Regions from separate parts of the Sus scrofa genome. Here region 1 is linked to region 2. A link is a contact called in public Hi-C data. All regions are on one chromosome and are shown on one strand. Each heading gives the region's core, a stretch centred on a gene start, on an enhancer-like site or on the middle of the called end of the contact. The rest is flanking DNA. Distances are from core to core; before and after follow the strand shown. Region 1 overlaps RNGTT (mRNA-capping enzyme). Region 2 holds the start of CNR1 (cannabinoid receptor 1).

Region 1 (7,116 bases), core at 4,505-7,004, 510 kb before region 2:
TTTCTTTTGCAATTTGAATGTTAAGGATGGGTAGAGGTTATTTAATCCAGTGCTTTTCGTAATTTTATGTGCTTACGAATTGCCTGGGGATCTTGTTAAAAATGTATTCTGATTCAGTAAGTCTGGGTTGGGCCCAAGATTCTGCATTTTTAACAAGTTCCCAGGTGATGCCAATGCTACTGTTCCAAGGACCTCACTTTAAGTAATAAGAATCTATGTCATTTTCTCAGGATGAGGATACCAGAGAGAGAGAGACCAGGTTTGTTCAGTGGCCTAAACCTAATTAGCAGTTGTGGGCCTTTTTTTTTTTTATATATATATATGACTGAAAGTCATATTTCTTAGCATAAGGAAATGTTTACAAACCAAGAGAAATCTTTCTCTTCTCCGATTAGATGGAGACTCATTTATTTAGCCAACTTTATTTAGTTTGAATCTTTTTTTTTTTTTGGTCTTTTTTTTTTGTTTTTTCTAGGGCTGCATCCGCAGCATATGGAGGTTCCCAGGCTAGAGCCTACACCAGAGCCACAGCAACGCAGGATCTGAGCCACGTCTGCGACCTACACCACAGCTCACGGCAACGCCGGATCCTTAACCCACTGAGCAAGGCCAGGGACCGAACCCGCAACCTCATGGTTCCTAGTCAGATTAGTTAACCACTGAGCCACAACAGGAACTCCTAGTTTGAATCTTTAAGATGTATCTTAAGATTTTCTCTTGCTAACCTGTTATCACTTTTGAGGATTTAATGAAATTGAATTATTCAACAGTGTCTATATTCAGTTATAGTTTTAGAGTTCTTATATTTTGGACTTTAGATAAACATTAAGGAGGACATTTAAATGAACTTAAAAAGACATTAAAATATATTATATTCAAACCGAGTTTTTGAGTTGGAACCTTCCTGCTATAGAAGGGTAAATCATATGTTTATGTAAACTGACTATTAACATATACTTTATTTTTAAACAGTTATAAACTGGTGGAGGTAATATACCAAGATAGTTTTTGTGTCTTTGGTAATAATGCCTGTATGAGTACTTTTTGATCTCACCTGCCTTTGAATCTAGCCTGGTTTTTCTTGTGCTTTTAGTGTTGTTTAGTGTTGTCACAGGGCTGGAAGTGGGGTGTGTGTGTGTGTGTGTGTGTGTGAGTGTGCATGCATGTGCCTGTGTATGTGCAGGTGATGTGGCACTATGTGAGAACCCTTCTAGCCCTTTCAGATTCCATAATTCTCGAATTCTTTGTAGATTGGTGGAAAGTGGGAGGGAACGTACTGTAGCCCACAGAAGTGGAACTCAGCAAGATACATGTTGCTGATAGGAAATAAATTCAGTCCTGATTTGACAGTTCTTTTCATTAGTTGAAAAGTATGCTTTGATATTCTATTCCTTGCATTTCTCCAAATTCTAATTTTATAAACTTATACATTGAAGGGACTTGATCAGTCTACTCTATTATTATGATAATTCTTGTGTTTCTTTTAGGTTGCTAAGGGATATATGAACCCATGTAGGTTTAATTCTAATTTTATTTAAATTATGCTGTTACTAATTTTTATTTAATTAGCTAGATTGTGGGATGAAAACATGATAATTTTCCATTGTATACTGTAGCTTTTGGAGTAGTTGTGTATTTATTTGTATGTACCATTATTGTCAGTAAATATTAAGAAGCTGTTTCAGTACATTGGAATATTTTAGGCTCAGGTTTTTTTTTAAATTATTTTTTAGTGTTTAGAAAACATTTCCTAGACAGATTGAGAGAGCCACCTGATTCAGGTTTCTTTATTTGAGCTCCTTGTTTTGAGTTATGGCTCATTCAGGAAGTGTAGCTGCTGATTTCACAAAATTTTCTTGGGTTGCAACTATTCATGGAAAAATGAATTAAGGAATTATTTACTGTAGTTGTTGTCTGCCTTTGTGTAAATGTGCTTATAAGATTGAGTTTGTGGGCTCTGGAAACCTTCACAGGGAATTACCTGTCGTTTATTTTTCTTCTTTTCTGTTCAGAAGAGATGTCCTCTTCTTTTCTGCCTACAGGGAACAAATCCTTTCTGTCTTACCAGGCTTTGTGTATCAATGACCTCAACTCTTTTGGATTATGTAAAGTAGTAGTTGTAGTATAAATAATAATGATATCCATTCTTAATTAACTACTTACTATGTTCCTTGGACATAAAATAATAACAATAGCTTCCATTTTATTACCATGTCCCAGACATGGTACCCTTTGTATATTAACTCATTTAATTTTTTTTCTTTTTCAATTTTTTTATAGTGGTAAAATACACATAACAAAAATATACCATCTTACCTATTTTTAAGTATACTGTTAATGACATTTATAAGGTGTGCAAACTGGACTGCTGTTCATGTCCAGAAAGAACTCTTATCTTACAAAACTAAAACTCTATACTCATTTAATCATAATTCCTATTCCCTAATTCTCCCAGCTCCTGGTAACCACCCATTCTACTTTTGGTCGCTCTGATTTTTTTTTTTTTTTTTTTTTAACTACTCTAGGTACCTCATAGAGGTAGAATCATACAGTAGCTGTCTCTCTGTAGCTGGCTTATTTCATTTAGCATAATGTCTTCAAGGCTCATTTGTGTTGTAGCATATGTCAGAAATTCCTTCCCTTTTTAAGGCTGAATAATATTCCACTTAATGTATATACCTCATTTTGCTTACATATTTACCTTTTTCTTCTACACGTCTGTTGTGAATAATACTTCTTTGTACATGGGGGTACAAACTCATTTAATTCTTGCAACCATCTTAGTGGTTAGGAGGTGGAGAGTTTTAATGAGGAAACTGCATCTTAAGGCAGTCAAGTGATTTGTGCAAAATCACATAGCTAGGAAGAGGCTTTTTGGGATGAAAGTTTTTACCCACTGCAGTGGACTCCCAGATATCTTTCTATGTTGGTGCCTTCTCTTTTGCCAATAGATATCTTCACCCCATTTACTATCTATTGATATATAATTAATGGTATCTAATGAAATACCTTTCATACTAATGTTCATAAATGAACAACATATAGTATGTTATTTTATCTTTTAATATTTGTTGCATTTCAGCTGCAAATCAGCTCAGCCTCAAAGTAAAGCTGAAACTCCTTAAAATAGACTCTAAGTCTCCTGATTGTTCCCCATATACTTCTCTTCTACCAGAGGCAACTATCTTTGTTACATATTGGAATTATACTTTTTAGAAAACTTGGAGTGATAGAATGATTTGAATTTGACTTGCTATTTAGAGTATGAGAGATTTCATGAAAGGGAGTTTTGAGTAAGAGTTTGAAGATAATGTATTTTAGGACAAGATAGTATAGTTTTATAGATACATAGGCTTAGCAGTAGGCATGTGCAAATTTCTGAGCAGTGGAGGATGGCAATATGAAAGCAGGACAAGGAAGCTGCAGTTCTGAAGTTAAACATATATCTAGGAGTTAGACAGAATCATTTTATACTATTTGATGAGATTTTTGTTTCCAGTTGCCTGCCTACTTTTTAGCATTCTAGATGGCAAGCACAATTGAGTCTGGAACAGGAGTTTTCTTTCCAAAGCCCATAATGATAGCATCGGTACCATTGTGCTTCATGTAAATAAGGTAAGCAAGTTAAAATTTTAAATCATTGGATGGTTTGGAACAAATTTGCTTTAAGTCTTATTATACACTTGATTATTTGTATTAGTATCATTAATTCTGTGGAGTGGGAGGGAAGAATCTAGAAATTGATACTGGGCCCTGTGTCTTGCCAGATTCTTTTGTTGTGTTGATTTTTAAGCTTTCCATAAAATTAAGTCTTGCAGGTTGAAGGGGGTTTCTTGAGATAGAAACATATATGCTTTGAAAATTATTACTCTCTATTAATAGAATTAGGCATACATGGTGTTTTAGTGAGAAGACTTAAAGGGTTTTCTGAGGTTTAGTGAGAAGACTTAGAGGTAATTTTTTTTAATGGTAGATATCCCGAGGGCTTCTAGATTTATTTGTATTTACCCAAGTTGAAATAAAAGTTAGTCTTTTGACTGATGATTTTTCCATGGACAGAGTTTACCAAGTACCAAACTTAAACAAAGCTTGGATGAATGTAACACATTGGCTGTATAAACAACATATAAAATAAAGATGACTATGCCTAAGTAGAAGACATTTAAATATTGGCAAACTGTTCAAATGTTCAGTGACATGCTTTTGGCCTGCTTTTTTTTTTTCTTTTCTTTTCTTTTTTTTTTTGTCTTTTTGCCTTTTCTAGGGCCTCTCCCTCAGCATATGGAGGTTCCCAGGCTAGGGGTTGAATCGGAGCTGTAGCCGCCAGCCTACGCCAGAGCCACAGCAACTCGGGATCCAAGCCGTGTCTGCGACCTACACCACAGCTCACAGCAATGCCAGATCCTTAACCCAGTGAGCAAGGCCAGGGATCGAACCTGTGACCTCATGGTTCCTAGTCAGATCCGTTAACCACTGAGCCATGACGGGAACTCCTGGCCTGCCATTTAATATACAATTAACGCTCTAAGATCAAAGGCTGGTCAGAAAAGTTTGACCATTAAACTGATGGGGAAGTGTATGGGCTTTGCAACTTAAAATTAAATAATACATGTTGTTTGTTTAAATACTGTTGTGTTTGTAAGTGATCACATAGTAGAATGAAGCTGTGGGCTTAAGGTGAATTTAAGATTATAAAACTTTAATCACATCTGTTTCATGACTTTAAATTGATGTGATAGGAAGATTGAAAAGGATCTAACCCCTTTGAAGAAGTCTGATGTGCTTATAGGATCAATAAATCAAGATAAAAATACCTGTTGGGTTGGAATCTATTATAATGTTGAATGAAAATTTTGATAGTTTTTGATGAAGAGAACTGTGTCATCCCAGTTATGTGAAGAATATGTTAGGACTCTGTCTTCATTTCAGTGATTGTTAAGAGTGGAGATAAAAAATTTTAAAAAGGTTTGGTGGTGGTGATGTTACTGTTTGTGTGCGTATTCTCTTTAATTTGTTACTGTGAAAATAAGAGTGAACTTAATATGAGTTCTTTCTGGGAGGATGAAATAAGGTAAAGTTTCACTTCTCTTTCAAATAGTTTTTGTTTTCAAGGTTGAATTATTATTTGTGTCAGATAAATAGATTATAGCCATTATGTTTGAAAGTAAAGGCTGTGTGTAGGATTACATTGTTTTATCATCAGGTATTGGTCTTTTCGTGGAAGCAGTGCAAACAATGATGTTTAAAGTTATCTGAAGTCTTTCTTCTGAGATTTCTTAGTATATGTTGGTGGACTTTAGGTTGTATTTCCATAGAATTCTAGTCTGAATGATTGTTAGGTTCCCAAGCCTATAAAGCTTGCTTAATTCCTGAGGGGACTCTGTGACACTGATTATTTTGTCTAGGTGGATCAAAAACTTAATGACTTTAAAAAAACTTAATTTTGCTTGATACAGATGTGTCACTAGCCTTCATCAGAGCTTTCTCAGGTTCATTATTGGAACTATGTGAATGAGGTGAAAAGGAGGAAAATGTTTTTTCATTAAAATATTGTAAAATATATATAACATAAATTTCCTTTTTCTTTGAGTTTAAAGAAATGAGGGAAAAATGAGTTAAAGGGGACTTGGATATACTTTGCAAAAGAGATTACCAGAGATAAAATTTGCTGAGCGGTGAGCTAGAGAGAGAAAAAGGCAAAGTGTGCATAAGCACCCATGGCGAAGGAAGAAAGCTGGGGTTTAGCAAGTCAGCTGTTCTTGTTTCATTTTTGGAATAAGCTCTGACAGGTGTTGGTGAGAAGGGGGCAGAGTCTGACCAGCTGCTCTAATGTCAGGAAGGTTTATAATTGTATGTGGGGAAGTGACTCTAAACTGAAATTTCTTTATAAGAAATTTTAATATACCTGACTCTGTATCTATATATCTCTGCAACCTTGAGAATTAGGTTTCAGGGACTGTGTACTAATTCTATTGGGAATAGAAATGAGAGGAAATGTAGCTGGTAGAGAAACAGTAGATATTTGACAGTGCGTTCTTAGGAGGGAAATATACAAAGGGAAGGTAAACTCAGGACTTGACATTATACACTTATCTCTGTTGAAGGACAGGAAACAGATGACATATCTCTTGGCATGATGTTATTATGTAAAATGATGGTATCATGTAACTGTTGGGATTGAGGATAGGTTGGGGGACATTATGGGCGGGTTACGTCATAGGCATATGTAACATACTTGAATTCAGCTGTATATAGCGGGCAAAATGAAAAAAAAAAAAAAAAAAAAAAAGAACCAGCACATCTATTAGCATTATTACATTGACTGTCAGCAGCAGAAATCACCTTTGGCTAATTTAGGCAAAGGAATAAATTGGAAGGCTCTCAGGAGAACCAGTCTCAGAAAATGGCTAGGAATCAAGGGAAGCCAGGCAGCAAGAACCTGAGCCAAGGTCAAGCATAGGAACACTTTGAGTAGGAAGCCACTGTTGGCACTTTGCTGACAATGCCTCTGCTCTCACACTGAATCATTTTTCAGCTATTCCTGTGCTTCACTGTCACTCAAGTTAAAAGTTTTGGGAAGGAGCGTTAGGTTGTCTGACTTAGATCCCGAGCCTGTTTCCAACTTGCTAAGACAAGGAAAGAGAATATCTGGGCCTTTTGGTTTCCAGTGTAAAAGTGAAAATATCCATGTCCATATCCTGTCTGTCACTCCTCCCTAACTTAACTGAACAGGTACTCCTTCCTCTTCCATCGCGCCATAGCTCGGCAAATGCAGGCCTCCCCCTTCCTCCTGCCCAAAGTTTGGAAGTCATCCTCAGCGTCTCTTCCCTCGGCCCTGTAGCCAATCAATAGCACGTTGTCCTGTCAGTCTACCTCTCAAATGTATTGAATGTATCCACTTACCTCTGACTTATCGTTGCCACTGTAGTCCCGCTTGTACTATGGAAGCCTCGTAATTTCTCTGGTCTTCAGATTGGTTCCTACCCTTTAGGAGTATACTTTATGTGAGGGTGAACTCTTAAAAATGCAGATCAGGTTATATTGCTAGTTTGCAGAAAGGCTTTCAGTGGTCTGCTCTTTATTTACCTACTCTTTCTCAGCTCTGGTCCACTCTTT
Region 2 (7,232 bases), core at 4,478-6,977:
CTGGCAAATTATTAACAGCTTCTAAATTAACTTCTCATATGGGATTTCTGCGCTGTTGGACTTCTGATTCCTGGAAACCACACGGAGATGAAATTGCCCTTATTTTGCTCAATATCTACTATAGGGAAAATAGGAATTATGCAGCTTCAACACTCAGAAACCATTTTGAGGAAAATTGTATATAGATATAGGTTTTTTTTTTTTTTTTTTTTGCTTTTTTTAGGGCCACACCCATGCCACATGGATGTTCCCAGGCTAGAGGTTGAATCAGAGCTACAGCTGTCGGCCTACACCACAGCCACAGCAATGCGGGATCCGAGCTGCATCTGGGACCTACACCATAGCTCACGGAAATGCTGGATCCTTAATCCACTGAGTGTGGCCAGGGATTGAACCTACATCCTCATGGATCCTAGTTGGGTTTGTTAACCCCTGAGCCATGAAGGGAAATCCAGGAAAATTATATTTTGAAAGGAGTAACAAACCACACATTTTCCAGATTTTCATATATAAGGAAATTATATCCCCTTGAGTGGAAAAAGTCACCCCCATTGGGCAATAATTTGCAGTGTGCGGTAGCTGATTAGTCAGTTTACCAGCTCAGGTAGACATAGCATCATGCTAGGGATGGAAATTCCTTTCAGTGTCCATCATCATCCATTATCTGTGTCTAGTATTCTTGCCTAAGTGTCTTCCACTTGGTTATAGCACACTGCATCCTCATCTATGGGTCTTAGACACAAAGTAATGCCTTCACAGCTCTAAGAATCACAATTTAGTTTTTATTTTCTCTTGACAGGAGCAGAACAATTAAAATACTCTATGTGATTTTATACAACTGAGAAATCAGAGGACCATTACATTAGATAAATGATTGATGGTAATAAAATCTTTCATTGAATGTTTCTGAAAGCTCTTTCCAATGTGTTTCTATGTTTATTATTCTATTAGCCATTTTCTAAGGCAATGTGGAAGAATTTAGGCAGATTAGTCATACTCCCACCTCACAGAATAGCAAAGTGAGGTCTGGAAATGGTAAGTGAGAGCTTGGGTCATCAAACCCGTACCTGGGGGTTCAAATCTATATCCCCAGATGCTCTGCTCCCAAAGTCTCAACTATGTCCTGTCTAAATCAATAGTCCTTTAAACAAAAATTAGAAAACAACAGGAGACTTTCAATTCTTCAATGCTGTTGAAACAATACAGTCTGAGCTGTACCTGTTTCTTTAACATGTTTTAGATACAACAGACAAGACTAATCATACACCCCATTGGTTTTTGCCAATTCTCATTTTTTCATGGCAGCTGCATTTCAAGGAAAAGCTAGTGAGCTGCAGGGACTGGCTAATGGGGCCTTCTCTAGGTATCGGTACATCCAGGCCACCGTGGAAAGCAGATAATCGGTGGCATCTGTTTAGAATGGGAGCGACAGCAAAGAAGTCACAGCTGAGCCCCAAGAAACCCTCAGAATGTGAGCACTTTGTTTAGGAATCAGCTGCCCGCCTTCTGGTTTGAGAATTACAGAGCCTCCAGCCACACTGTGGTCCTCTTCAGACACTTAATACAGATGCAGCTACAAGGTGACAATAATGGTGGAAGAAATAAAAACAGCTATCATTGTGGGAGAACCTAAGTTCGAGGCCCCAGGCTGGGAGTCTTATTTTATTATTTCTTTTAATCCTCATAACCCAAGATAGATATCCATTTCTTTCTCTTTTTTAGGTTCCCTCCTGAAGTTTAAAGAACCATGAAGAACAGAGGGAAGAGAGTTTCCTCAGAGGGCAGGCCAAGTGACTATTCAAGACATACGTGTCTTTTAGCACTATTTTGCTATTATTTGCCATATTTTGACATAGTCCTGTGGCTTGCCCTATTTTTTTTTAAATAAAACATTTAGACATATCATGTTTGCAGCCTTACTAATTATGGGGTTTTGATGACTATTTTGCAAGAGTTTAATCAAGGGGGAACAAAAGCTTTATTAACCTGTTTTCGCACTCCCCTGATTTGCACTGTGTGCTTGTTTATTATCTGTTAGAACATACTCCTCATATGGTTTGAAAAGAAAGGGTGATCCATCTCCTCATTACCGATCCTCTGCCTGGTGATGGAAAACAAAACAAAACATATGAACAAAGGGAAAATGCCTTCCTGTCATTTCTCAGCCTTCCTTGCTGCTGCTTAGCTGGGACGCTAAAGAGTGAGGTTTAATGAAAGAAGGTGAGAAGGTGAAAAAAAAAAAAGGGCTTAATGAGCATATGTTTAGTTTTATGGAAAGATCACTGAGAAGCAGCAATGATTTTCTTTGAGCCAAGCATCATGCAGTGTCCCCCAAGGTCAAAGAAGCTCATCATCCTTCCTTCCTCACCGTCATTCTTGACCCAGCTTCTCCACCTTCAACAGATCGCATGAAATTTAATTTCTGATGGTGGAGTGAAAAAGAAGGTCATTCCTCATCACCAGCTTGTAGCTCTTGAGAAATACGCAGAAGTGGTGTGGGGAGGTCTTGAGGTTGCTTGCATCCCTGGTCCAGCATCTAGTGAGCAAATATTTCAGATCTCAAGCTTGGGATGACAGCGCCCCAGTCCAGTTGGCAGGCTTGCTGCCACTTACCCTTTGGATTGGGAATGAAGAATAAATTCCCATCTAGCAGTGCAGAGCCCCTGAAAAACCAAATGCTTTATGCTTCAAAGGAGAGCCAATAATAGCTATCAAACTCTAAAGCTACGCTCTGAATTAGAATGAAAACGTGTCATCATAATATCACTCTGAGAATGTCTTTAATCAGCGAGTGTTCCCGTCCTGCAGTGTGAACATCACACAGAAAATACCAAAAAAAAAAAAAAAACCAAAACCCACCAAAAACTAAAAATGAAATACAACAAAATAAAAAACCCAAACCCAACCACGTGAAGGCCAAACTCAGAACTCACAAAACTCTGAGAGAGAGTGATGTTTTGGCTTCCAGTTCCCAAACCAGGACAACATTACTCATGATTCTCAACAGATCACTCCTTTGGGGAGTACCAGCAGCAATAATAAGTTAAAAAAATAAAATAATAGAACCGTGGAGCTGCTCCTTTCAGACCAACATCTATCTCAGGGAGGCAGGACATGCTTCTCTGATGTTCTATGTCCAGTATAACTATGAACACTTTGGCAGGAATAAATTGAGATCTTTCTTTGAAGTTGAAATATGCAACCTTAACTGTGTTCTCATCCTCTACATTTCATTGAGTGAATAACCTAAATTACACAGAATGGCAGTAAACTGGCTCATCATAGCCCTGTTCTAATTTTAAAAGGATAAAGAATTAAAAAACCAAACAGCCTTGCATGTAGCAATGCAGGGTCTAGTGAAGCCCGCTAAGGGGCCCTTAGCATCTTTCCCCAGAAGGTCACGGGTTCAAATTCAACCTAGGTTTGTGATGACCAGGGACCATTCAACGTCTTAGGTTAAGTGCATGTGTGCCTTCCACATAATGTTCCCAATAAGGATGCTGACAGCTTGCATTTGTCATTCTTGCTGACTTTCTCATGAGTACAGTAGCCAGCCAATCACATGTGGAAACTAAATCATTTCCTCCAGTATAAAGGTGATCCTTGCAAAATGTGAACTCTGAGGCACGAAGGAGCATCTTTGCTTTCACAGTGTCTACAGTCTGCCCATCTTCCACCTCCAATGGAAAAGTATAGCAGCTTTTTGACTGGCAGTCTAACACCCTGATGAGCCCAGGACAGACTTTAAATTTTAAAGACGTACAAGCATGCCCACGAGAACAGCATTTTCCAAACAACATAATAACTCTCTCAATTTCAACAAAGCCTTCACTGGTGGCAATAAAATGCCAGGTCACAAGTCAAATTTTGACTCCATTACTGAGCATTATCCTTGAGCTCTAAATGGAAACTCAGTACAATCTACCAGCTGTCAGGCTCTGCCTTCCCCCCCAACCCTGAAGAGCAACAGAATAATAGGCTAAACAGTTATAGCTGCTGGAGTCACTACTTGATTAGATTCTTAATGAGTGGCTCTCTCCACAGGTCACTTCTGCCAGTCACTCAACTAACAGACTTCAAGTCCTTTTGGATCCTAAGTTTCTGCTTGGAATTTCATAGAATTCAATGAAGAGAGCCACCATCAATCAAAAGAGATTTGGGATGACTTAAAGATACTCAAGGTAATTAGATTGTTGCTCTTTTTGAAAAACCAAAAGTCAGTGCGGATGAGTTGAGATATGAGATTTCCATGGGGATCCTTCCATAGGTTATAAGTGGCTTCCACTTTTAGATTTGATGTGTCCATATAAGGGGGCACCCCCGGGATGTGTCAGTGCTGTGTGCCTGAGGGATGCTAAACAGCCCAGCCACCCCAAGAGCACAGATCACCAGGCTACAGGAAAAGGTGCCCCCATCCCATGTGAAATTCTGTTGCCTAAAAGCTTCCCAGGAGTCCAGCTTCCTAGCTTTTCCCGTCACCTGAAAGATGACCTCATCACAGCCAGAAGAAGAGCTGTCTAGGCCCTTTCTTTTAATTACTAGCAATCATCCGAACCTATACTACCAGGAAGTGGCAGAGTTTGAAGTTAATTCTTGTCAAGTCACCAGGTCACTTGGAAAAATCAGAGTCCATAAGGTCACAAGGAGGGCAAAACTTGGTGAATACTTCCTCCTGCCAAGGATGTGAGTTGAAGGTAAAATTAACAACCATGACCCCTAAAAAGAAAAAAAAAAAAAAAGAAGAAGAAGCAAATGCTTAAGGGTTCCCCAACCCCCTTTTAAATCTCTGGGTGAAGCTGCCTCTGCAGTGCAACTAGATGGAAGTCGGCTTCTTCTGACTTGAGCAGGCTCTGCCCGAAGCATCAGTTTAATGCCCAGCGCTAATCCCACATCTACCCATTGATAGATGGGTCCATCAGATCTTTGTTTATAACTTACTCCGTCTACCTAACTAGTAGAAATTGATCATTTCATCCGTGAACTCTATCTCATTTCCTTCATGGGAAAATGGGAAATACTTTTCTAACCTAAAGCAGTCTAGGGGGATTTTCAAAGACCTTAGCAGTCCTCTGAGCCTTTCTATGATTTGGCCTGCTGCTGCCAAAAGGCGCTTAACAGGCTTCCCTCCTCCAAGCTTCTGGACCCACCATCCTTGGGCTTCCTCGGCAACAATTTTTCTTCCTTCTTTGAGAGGCTCGCTTTTCCGAATTCTCACCACGTATCCAAATATGGGGCCCAGATCTGTTACCGTTAGGCTCTGGGCTTGGGGAAGAGGAGAGTGGAGGTCTGTACCAGAGCAGGTGCAGGATGAGGAATGGGGCCGAATTTGCTGGATCCCCAGCAGGGTGTCATAAAATGAACACTGAGGTGGCCACAGAAAGAAGAGCTTGGGAACCAAACCATGTGTCTTCGGCGGTTCTCTAAGGGCCAGAGTGATGTGGCTCCATCAGGTGGAAACCATGCAGTTCTCCCCTGACCCAACTCCAGAGAGATAAAGATGTCTGAATGACCAGGATCGCCGCCTCAACAATCCTGCCCGGGCCCCGGGGAGGAGGGGGAGTGCCTTTTCTGCTGAAGCAGCGGCTGGGGCTTGTTTGTAGGTCCGCAATTCACCATGATAAATGTAAAGACCAATTAAGGTTTGATCCGTGCACACGGGAGGCAGACGGTGGCTGATAGTGGAACCAATTAACGAGCATGTCCCCTAATTCCTGCCGAGGCTGCCGGGCTCACCGCGGATCCCCAGGCGCCTGCGGCTGCTGCCCCCGAGTCCCGGGCGCCCCCCGCCCGGCCTTAGAGGGGGGAGTCCTCCTCCAGCGAGAAGGTGCGAGGAGTTGGCCCCCTGGGCGGTTGGGGAGGGGGCGCGCCAGGGACGGAGGCGCAGAGCCAGCCGCCTACGGAGCCCAACTGTTTGCAGCCGGGGCCGGGCGGGTGGGGCGAGCCCGAGTGGTCCGCGCCGGGCGGGGACGGCGGGAGCTGGAGGATGCACCCGGCACGGAGCCAGGCGGTGCCCGAGGGCAGAGGACAGGTGGCCACGAGGCCGCCGCCCAGGTAGCAAACAGCTCGGGGGCTGCGCGGCGCGGTCCGCAGGCTTCTCCGGCCCCCGGGCCCGGCTCATGGCTCCCGCCGCGGGGGCGGCCCAGAGCTGGGGTAGGGTGGGCTGGAGGCCGCACCCCCCGGCCCGGCGCACCGCTGCCTTGCCCCCCTCCCCGCTCCCCCTTCCCTTCCGGCTCAGCCCTCTGGCCCAGACGTGACCCCCGCGCAAGGTATTGGCGCTGCGCGCTGCCGGGGCGCAAGAGATTAATGGACCCGAGGTCGGGGGCAGCGCAGGCACGACCCCCTTTTTGGCTCCTCCAGGGTGTGAGGGCATCCGGGATGAGAGCCAGGTCATGGCAATGGGGGCCCCCAGGACCTCAGCGGCGGCGGAAGAGGAGGAGGAGGAAGAGAAGTAGGTGAGGTGGACCAGAGAGGCTCGCCCCTCTGGCCCCGGGGCCGGCGCCGCGGCGTGTCCCCCGCGCCGGCAAAGTTTGGAGCCACAGGCGCCGCGCCGTGCCGCGCGCCGATCCCTCCCCGCGCAGTTCCCTCGGCGGGGTCTGTGCTGCCGCCGCTGCCAGGGCAGGACAAAGGCTCATTAACACGTGATGGGACCGCGCTTCATAAATGGGACCGGAGCGAGAGGGAGCCAGAGACAGAGCGCGAGCGGAGGGAGAGGCAGGGACCGAGCCAGCTGGGCGAGGCGACGGGCGCCCGGGCTGGCGAATACGGGCGGCCCCAAGCCGGGCCAGGCGGGGCGAGCGGGAGGACTCAGTGAGGAGCCCGGGAAGGGGCGAGGCTCGCGGGCGGAGGGAGCACCAGGCCCGATCCCTGTCGCGGGCGGCCGCGGGAGGCAGGGGACCGACTGACTTACTGACCGACCGACGGAGGCACACCCCGCTCCACCCCACCCTGTCTCGCCCGCACCCCCTCACCGGCACCGCCTCCCTCTCGCTACTCGCTCGGCCACCCCTTCCTTCCCCACTTCTTTTCCGCCTCCGCCCCTGCTTGGCTTCCGCGGCGCCAGTGCCTTCCCCTGCCCCGGGCGGGGCGCCTCGGCTCCCTGCAGAGCTCTCCGTAGAGTCAGAGGGACGTTTCGTTCTAGCAGAGGAGCAGCCCCTGCGCTGGGCGAGAGGTGCCCAGGGAGCTTCTCCCCCGAGGACCAGGGGATGCGAAGGGTAAGACCCGGCAGAGTTACG

What was found. Hi-C and Micro-C count contacts between places; a contact is called where the count stands out from the background.
Region 1: a contact with region 2 is called in a Hi-C map of fetal skeletal muscle, with 1.6 times the contacts expected there. The contact joins the enhancer-like site here to the promoter of CNR1 in region 2. A contact is called at or near these places in 5 of 47 Hi-C or Micro-C datasets (embryonic fibroblasts, fetal heart ventricle, fetal skeletal muscle and 2 more).

Annotation. Positions count from the first base shown.
Region 1 is chr1:57,003,094-57,010,209 of Sscrofa11.1, reverse strand. All of the region lies in intron 8 of RNGTT (mRNA-capping enzyme), which reads left to right. Among named protein-coding and RNA genes, the nearest start is that of RNGTT, 55 kb to the left of the region's middle. Within about 2 kb of position 5,754, at least 2 of the 83 cell types and tissues checked have an H3K27ac peak or open chromatin away from gene starts, as enhancers often do. A contact at or near this core is called in fetal skeletal muscle and skeletal muscle, where this site is marked.
Region 2 is chr1:56,491,770-56,499,001 of Sscrofa11.1, reverse strand. It overlaps CNR1 (cannabinoid receptor 1), which reads left to right and starts at 5,727. Exons shown (of 2, transcript XM_021089914.1): 1 at 5,727-5,824.